Linked DNA regions of Sus scrofa: region 1 is linked to region 2. The links are chromatin contacts, called in public Hi-C maps. All regions are on one chromosome and are shown on one strand. Each heading gives the region's core, a stretch centred on a gene start, on an enhancer-like site or on the middle of the called end of the contact. The rest is flanking DNA. Distances are from core to core; before and after follow the strand shown. Region 1 holds the start of LOC100627283 (SCAN domain-containing 1-like). Region 2 holds the start of ECE1 (endothelin-converting enzyme 1).

Evidence for each region. Hi-C and Micro-C count contacts between places; a contact is called where the count stands out from the background.
Region 1: a Hi-C map of epiblast stem cells shows a contact between it and region 2, with 1.8 times the contacts expected there. The contact joins the promoter of LOC100627283 here to the promoter of ECE1 in region 2. A contact is called at or near these places in 1 of 47 Hi-C or Micro-C datasets (epiblast stem cells) and 1 of 2 datasets of contacts at active chromatin or transcription factors (alveolar macrophages).

Annotation. Positions count from the first base shown.
Region 1 is chr6:80,010,704-80,015,333 of Sscrofa11.1, reverse strand. LOC100627283 (SCAN domain-containing 1-like) reads right to left here and starts at 3,122. Exons shown (of 2, transcript NM_001243578.1): 1 at 2,772-3,122.
Region 2 is chr6:79,463,398-79,467,421 of Sscrofa11.1, reverse strand. It overlaps ECE1 (endothelin-converting enzyme 1), which reads left to right and starts at 1,595. Exons shown (of 20, transcript XM_021097679.1): 1 at 1,595-1,738. The coding sequence starts at 1,610.

The DNA of each region.
Region 1 (4,630 bases), core at 1,873-4,372, 550 kb before region 2:
GGTGTAGGCCAGGGGCTTCAGCTCCGATTCGACCCCTAGCCTGGGAACTTCCACATGCCGCAGGTACGGCCTGAAAAAGCAAGCAAGCGGAAAAAAAAAAAAAAAAAAAGGATCTGGCATTGCCATGGGCTATGGTGTAAGTCACAGATGCAGCTCAAGTTGCTGTGGCTGTGGCGTAGGTGGGCAGCCACAGCTCCAATTCGACCCGTAGCCTGGGAACTTCCACATGCTGCAAGCGCAGCCCTAAAAAGCAAAAATAAATAAATAAAAGATTAAAAAAAAATGAAAGACGTACTTTAGGAACCACCATCAGGGTGGAGTCGAAGGCAATTTAAAAGAAAAAAAGGAAAAAAGCCTTTAAGATCAAGATCCTAAGCTCCTACAGTGTACAGAAAATTGAACTTGTCAGAATTCTAGCAGTATAGACTGACTCATTGGATGCTTGACAGCTCCAGGATTAGCAAACCAGCTGTAGTGGGAGGAAGAGGGTTGGGGGTAGGGCAGGCAAATCAAATACTTGTGAAGTGCTAGGGAAAAAAGGGTTTTGCTTCATTTGGGTTGGGGCTCCAGTCCAAAGAGGGATTATTTACAGAAAAACCACATCCTAGGTTAATTTATTTAAAAAAATAATAACGAGTTCCTGTTGTGGCTCAGCGGTTAACAAACCCAACTAGCATCCATGAGGATATGGGTTCGATCCCTGGCCTCACTCAATAGGTTAAGGATCCGGTGTCGCCATGAGCTGTGGTGTAGGTTGCAGATGCAGGTCAGATCTGGTATTGCTGTGGCTGTGGTGTAGGCTGGCGGCTACAGTTTCCATTGGACCCCTAGCCTGAGAACCACATATGCCACGAGTGTGGCCCTAAAAAGACAAAATAAAAAGAAGACTTCAGATGACAGTATAGAAATGACTATTTTAATCTTCAAATCAGGGATATCCAATCAAAGATTGTAACTCCTACGATGAAGTCACTTTACAAAGACCATCTTTTTGTCACCCTCTCGTCCAAGTCCTTTTCAGAGGTCCCAAGTGGCTCAGTGGATTAAGGATCTAGCATTGTCACTACTGTGGCTCAGGTTACTGCTGTGGTGAAGGTTTGATCCCTGGCCCGTGAACCTTCGGCATGCTTAGCCAAAAAAAAAAAAAAAAAAAAAAAAAATTAGTTCTTCCCTACTCCGTATTGCAGAAGTGTTGATATTTTAAAATCTCTCCTGCCTCAGAGATTCTTCCAAATCTGTTTCCTGGGCAACAACTGACAGAAGCCAACAATCACAACACTGACCAGCTCCCCTGAATTAAATAGTCCTCAGCTCCTAATACCTCTTTTCCAGTCACTGAACCATTTTCCAGGAGTCTTTGAACTGGTTCTGGACCCTGTAGGTGAGAGATTCTTCGAGTACACTGCTTCTTCTCATATCTGGGTTTCTATTCAATCAACAGGATGTGCTCATCCCCCAAAGTAAGTTGTTAACTAACTCACGGTAACAAGGACAAAAGCAGAATATCTCCAAAACTCAAGGGTACCCTGAAAGAAAACAAAATCTCGGGAACAACCTAAGCCTTCAACAGGGGAATGATTAAACAAATACTGTCCACCACTCAGTGGAATACTGTGCAGCCTTATAAGGCATGAACGAGGCTTAAGAGAGTCGATATGTAAAGCTGTCTCATAATACACAACCTCACAACCAAGGTGCCCTTCCATATGTATAGTATGATCCCATCTGGGGAAATAAAAATACACATAAGCATATACTGCCTGATGTATCCACAAACAATACCTGGAAGGTTATCAAAGAAATTCTTTTTAACCTCTGAGGAGCAGGAACAGTAAAAGAGGGAACATTTTCCATACATCTTTTTGTATTTTCTTGTAAACTATAACTGTTACTTTCACAACTCAAGAGGAGTCGTTTCCAGTTTCCTCCTCTGGCCCCAAATCATTCCGAGTGAAAACCCTAATCCACTTCGGAAAACACCTTTTACTAATTATTCTAGTTCCCAGCACTGGAGATCTTCACCATCCGACTGCTAGGTACAATCTCAACGGTCAGTGGGCCGGTTCTCACGGTTGGTTCTGAAAGATGAACCAGCTCCGCAAATGTACCTAGCTTATTAAGTCCTATCAGTTTTTAGAAGCCCACCTGCCATGCCAGACCGAAATGCTTACCCTTACCAATTAATACCTCCAGTTTAGGGCACCTTTATTTCCTATCTGACACTGTGCTGAGCATTTCACATTCCCTACGTGATCCTCTTAGCGACTCTGGTTAAATTCCCGATCTGACTCTCCAACGCCCCAGTTGCCTCCAGTAACAGCAGCCTGCCCGGCTGTTGGCCATTGCGGGCCAGACATTCCGCAGCAGCTTTCCCTCGTCCAAAGCTCCCGATAGGACCGTTACTGTCATTTCCATTCAGATAAACAATCTGAGGCTTGAGGAGAGGAGACTTGCCCAAGGTCCAAAGCGTGGGACCACTCAGCCCGGTACAAAAGTCACCCGCATCCCGGCGGGGAGGTGGGCCGACTCCTCCCACCACCTGGGTGCGGCTCAGAGGGCAGAAATCTGGCCGGAAAAGGCTCATCTGCGGCTCCAGAACCGGGCCGTCCTCCTCCGGAGCTGAAGCGGGGACCCAAAGCCACGGCAGGCCGAGCAGCCGGCACACCCCGCGGGCAGGGCCTCCCCCTCCTAGGGCAGCGGCGCCGGCGCCCGTTCCTACCGGACGGTGCGCGGGGGAAGGGGAGGCGCAGGGGGCGGGAAGGGAAGTTCACCTGCGCAGGTGCCCCTCAGAGGGCGGGGGGACCGGGCGGCTCGCGATGAAACTAGAGGGCCCTCCACCGGGTCCAGGAAAAGGAAACCAGCTCCCCGGCCCCGAGCTTTGTAGCCCACCGCCGGAACCGGAAGCCGCGCCCATCCCGGAAGCTGGAAGCGGAGGGGGACCGGGGTTCGAGAGGCGGATCTCTCTAGGCCTTGGCGGTGCTCCGCAGCTTCATGGTCTTAGCGGGCCTTGGCCTCTTGGCCTCCTTCAGTCCCCAGTTCTCCCGACCGTGCGGAGCTTTTCCGCTTCAGGGATGGCCTTTGTCTTACTGAGCCCCAGTCTGCCCAACAAAATGGAAAGAGGATGAAGCAGGAATTGAGACACTCCTGGAGCCTGCCCGCAGTGGAGTCAGCGCCCCACCCTGAGGTTACACCCTTGGTTGGGCCTTTGCACCACCCAGAGGAAAGAAACCAAAATAGAGCGCTGGCTAGCTGCTCTTGGGAGAGAGTGGTCTGCATAGATTCCTGTGGAAATCACTCCAGATGAACAGAGGGTGCAGTCTATTAGGTTTCTGTGTACCCAGATAGACCTACCCAGATAGTGGGCATGTGTCAGTGGGGCCGACTGTCCGGGAAAAGACCCCAATGTGCATAGGAGGCTAAATCTTAGCCCTGTGTGTCTCTTCCCCAAGACTTTCCAATTGCTGATGGTTAACGAAATTTTGGTGAGTTCCCATTGTGGCTCAGCAGATAGGAACCCAACTAGTATCCATGAGGATGCGGGTTCCATCCCTGGCCTCACTCAATGGGTTAAGTATACAGCGTTGCTGTGAGCTGTAGTGTAGGTCGCAGATGCAGCTGGGATGGACCCCTAGCCTGGGAAATTCCATATGCCGAAGGTGCACCATAAAAGAAAAAAAAGAACCGAAAATGTGGAATTTCCTTGGGGCTCTGTGGGTTAAGCATCCGGTGTTGTCACTGCTGTGGCGTGGGGCTTTTGGGGGGGTATTTGTTTTTGTTTTTCTATTTTGTCTTTTTAGGGCTGAATGCTCCACGGCAGGAGGTTCCCAGGCTAGGGGTTGAATCGGAACTATAGCCACTGGCCTATGCCACAGCCACAGTAACTCAGGATCTGAGCCTCAGTCTGGGACCTACACCACACCTCATGGCAATGCCCGATCCTTAACCCACTGAGTGAGCCAGGGATTGAACCTGCATCCTCATGGATACTAGTCAGATTTGTTTCTGCTGAGGCACTATGGGAACTCCTGTGGCATGGGTTTGATGGAACTTGCCTGCACAGGTGTGGCAAAAAAAAAAAAAAAAAACTGAGATTTTGAATTCTTACTAAGCTGCTTTGAGTCTCAGTCTGGGCGCAAGGTTAAGCAGCACAGCCTGGGAGTTCCCATTGTGGCTCAGTGGTTAACGAATCCAACTAGGAACCATGAGGTTTCGGGTTCGATCCCTGCCTTGCTCAGTGGGTTAAGGATCTGGCATTGCCATGAGCTGTGGTGTAGGTTGCAGACACGGCTCGGATCCCATGTTGCTGTGGCTCTTGTGTAGGCTGGAGGCTACAGCTCCAATTCGACCCCTAGCCTGGGAACCTCCATATGCTGCAGGAGCAGCCCTAGAAATGGCAAAACAAAACAAAACAAAACAAACACAGCCTGTAAGAGGAAATGCGGAGATGCTAACCAAGGCAGCCTTCCCAATTCACTCTTAATCCTGAAGGGAAGGAATTTACTCCTTCCGACTTGGCCTATGCAAGTGAGGTGGGCTAGGAAATAAAGAGGGCTCCTCTGTGCTTCCTGCTGATTTATTACCCCAGAGCCAAAGTCCATGATGAAGGGAAGATGTACTTTTGTCTTCACAG
Region 2 (4,024 bases), core at 346-2,845:
AGTGGGTTAAGAATCCGGCATTGCTGTGAGCTGCAGCATAGGTCACAGACACGGCTTGGATCCCGTATTGACATGGTGTAGGCTGGCAGCTGCAGCTTCAATTCAACCCCTAGCCTAGGAGCTTACATATGCTGCAGTCATGGCCCTAAAAATTAATAAAAGGTTTTGAGGGAAGGAGAAACTTGGAGAATCCAAGTAACAGAGGGAAGGCCAAAAAAGCTGAGTGAGTGAGGGTGGGAGCAGCACAAGATGAGGTCGGGGTGGGGAGGGGCCATGGCGGACTAGTCAAGGGACTGTCCCCACAGAGTTTAAGCAAGGGTAACAGGGTCAGAATTTCCTCTTAAAGGAAAATTACTCTGGCTTCAGAGAAGGCTATGAGAGGGCAGGAGGGGAAGTCAGGAGACCTCAGGAGCTTTCACTGTGGTTGTGACCCTGGAAGTCACCCCGGCCCTCTGAGCCTGTTCCATCACACATAGGCGTGACTGTGAGTCAACTATGGGGATGAACAGAAGCAAGCTTTGGACTCCTGGTCTCGCTGGACATGGAGAGTCCTTTGGAAAACTGCTGGGTCATGAGTTTCTGGGGTCTTGAGTGGGAAAGGGAGTGCTGGGTGCCCGGGAGTCCCTGCCTGAGCACCCCACATCTGAGACAAGGTGGAGGCAAGGGTCACCTCCCTGGTTTTTGAATAGCCCCAAAGCTGGAGTTCGTAATGTTTGGGGGAATAAAGTCACACCTTGGAGCCTGGGGGCCACCCACCTGAATGCACACACATAACGTTTTTCATTCTAGGTCAGAGGAGATCTCTGGAATTTTCTGAGATCATCATGAACTCTGGCTTAAAGACCCCTGAGCTAGAGGAAGAGGGAAATGAGAGGGAAGGCACAAACCTTTTTTATCCCACCTTTTTTTTTTTTTTTTTTTTCTAACCTTTCTAGCTCTGAAAGGTTAGAAAGGCTCCCCTCAACACACCTAAGGAATCTCTCTCTCGACTGTTGGGTTCCAAATTAGGAGCACTTTCCTAATACCTGATTTTTGGTATCTGCCCTAGAGGTTTATTGAAGGGGGGGGTATAACGTTTCTTAGAAGGAGGGATGGTTGTGAGCCCCCTTCCTGCCTGCTAGGGGTGGGGGACTCTCCCGCGACCTTTGGGAAAGGGAATAGCCACCCCCTCCGCGGAGACTCTCGGGCCTTGGGGCGGGGGTCTCCCCGTGGGGCCAGGGAGGGAAACAAGAGCCTCACCGATCAGGCCCCGCCCGCGAAGGTGGTGCGATGCCCGGCCCAGCCCCACAGCCCGGCCCGACCAGCCAGCCCAGCGGGCGCGGTGGTGTCGGTGGCGGTGGCGGCGGCGGCGACCGGGGCGTCGCGGGGCGCAGCATGCGGAGCTTGTGGCCGCCGTACCCGGTGGTCGCCGCGCTGTCGGCGCTGGGGGTGAGGCGCGGCGTTGCATACGCGGGGAGTGGGGTGGCGGAGGGAGGCGGGATCCCCCTCCCCCGCTGCGGGCCGGTCCGTGGGCCGGTCTCGGTGTCCCGGCCGGCCGGCCGGGGCGGGGCGCGGCGGCGGAGGCGGCTGGTGGCCGCTTCCCCATTCTCCCCATTTGGGCGCGAGAGCCATGGAGGCGCTGAGAGAGTCTGTGCTGCACTTGGCCTTGCAGATGTCGACCTACAAGCGGGCTACGCTGGACGAGGAGGACCTGGTGGACTCCCTCTCCGAGGGCGACGTGTACCCGAATCACCTGCAGGTAGGAGCCGCGGGCTTCCGCGAGCCCCCAGCCCCGGCCGACCAGGCATGCGCGCTGGTGCCGCCCCCGCCCCGCCCCCATCCTGCCAGCCGGGAGGGAGGGGGTCAGTGCTGGCAGCTCTGGATCGCTCTGGGCTCCGGGGAAGAAGCCTTTCGGGGATAGAAATGCTCCAGAGGCGCTGTGCTCCCCACCACCGGCCTCCCCACCCCGGCTCTGCGTGTCCCCAAATCCTCCGGACCACCTGCTACTTGGGGCCACAGCCCAGGTGGCAGAGTTGAAGGATCCTGCAGAGGTGAACTGGTCCTGTTGCCTCCTCACAGAAGGGGCCATTACTGAGTGCTGGGGGACTCGCCCAGGGTCACAGAGTCCATTAGTGGCTGAGTCTAATGCAACTGTCCCAGTTGTAGCATGGAAAGCCTGGGAATCCATCCATCCTGGACAAACTAGGACGGTTGGTCACCCTGTCTAGTAGGCATTACCCCATTCTCCCTCTTTCCCCCAGTCCCTGAGTTTCCTGGGGGGAGGAGCCTAGCCTCTGCCCCCTCATTCCCTGCCCCTCTTCAGCCTGCTCAGAAAGCCCCTTTCCTCCCCTACTGTGGTCTGTCCCTCTGGGTCTCAGTATGCCTACCACCTCCCTCTCTGATGGCAAAGCAGTGAGTGTGGCTGCTTTCTGCTCTTCTCCCCTGCGGGGCTGAGCTGGGAAAATCCTGGGAAGTGACCTCAGCCCTGGTGGAGCTTGGACTCTGGCAGGTGGGCGGGACCGAGTTGGAAATATGAAGGATGCCCAAGGGGGCCCTGGGATCTGCCTCCTGAAAAACAGCTTAGAGAGGGCTGGAGCAACCCAGTCCAGGAGGACTTCTGCCAGGCCGACCAAGGGAGCCGTTGAGAAGAGGCTTAGGACCTCCCAGTGAACTGACACCAAGTCACAACTCCTCTGGAGGGCTGGCTTAGGGTATGGGGCAACTTGGGCTGCCAGGCCCAAGGTTACTCAGGCATACCTCCTAGAAGCTGGGATAATAATAGTCATAAAGGGAAACAGCCTTGATCGAGCCCCTCCCCCAGGCTAGTTAAATAACCCCCCCAGGAGATCCAAACTCATGACCCCAAGTGGTCTGCCCAGTGGGATATGGCACCTTACCCACATCATCCCACCTAACCTTCAGGGTCACCCGCACCAGCTATAGGGATGACTGTTCTCACTTACAGATGAGGAAACTGAGGCTCTGAGGGGGAGACAACTTGCCTTAGGCCACAGAGCTGGACATCTGGGAGTGAGAAATCAAACCCAATCTATCTAGAACCCCTTCCCTGCAGACCCTTCTTAAGAGGCTAAATCCAACAGGAAATGAGATTTCTGTGGCAGGCACTTTTCACAAATCAAAACAGAATCTAATCAGCCATCTCTTTTTCAGTCTCATCTTTCACAGAAGGTTCTAAATATATCAGCACAAAAGCATTTCGGAATTCACAGCAAAATAATCTGCCCCGTTGTCATCACCATAACAGCAGCCCACATGGATATAGCCTTTTTCAGGCCTCAAAGTGCATTCAGCCACCGGAGGCTGCCTGGCAGGGTGGAGGCAGCCCAGTCTCTGAAGCTAGGGGCCCCAGTTTGAATTTGACACCACTTGTGATCTCAGGGGAGCTGCTTAATCTCTTTAAGCCACAATGCCCTCAATTGTAAAATAGGAGTTAGAGAAAATGGACATAATGCATATTACGGGGCCTGCTAGGGTTGTTGTTTTTACGAACTATGAGGTTAAGGACCCCCGTGGCTATGTTACACATGAAAGCTGAGTTTCTGAGGGACATTCCTGTGGTCACAGAGCTGTCATGTGGGTTGGTGTACACTGTTGGCGCCCCTACACCAAACAGCCAAACAGGATGTATCATCCACTTTTACTACAAGAAAAGCCAAAAAGCTCGCCCCAAGGATTTGGAGGCAATTTCTGTGGGTGCCCAGCTTGGTTGTCCTTGAGCCTCCATGACTTCCCCAAAGCAAACTAATGGTTGTTCTTCAAAGAATTGAGAACCTATCCATCTCATTTACAAAGAAGGATTTCTATGAATTTTATGTTTTTAAACATGGGGATTTTTTCCAGCATAAAAACTCTGCATGCTTATTTGTGGGAAAAAATAAAGTATAAAAAAAATTACGCAGAGTTCTTGTTGTGGCTCAGCAATAATGAACTCAATGAGTATCCATAAGGAAGTGAGTTCAATTCCTGGCCTCGCTCAGTGGGTTAAGGATCCAGCATTGCTGCAAACTGAGGCATAGGTTGGCAG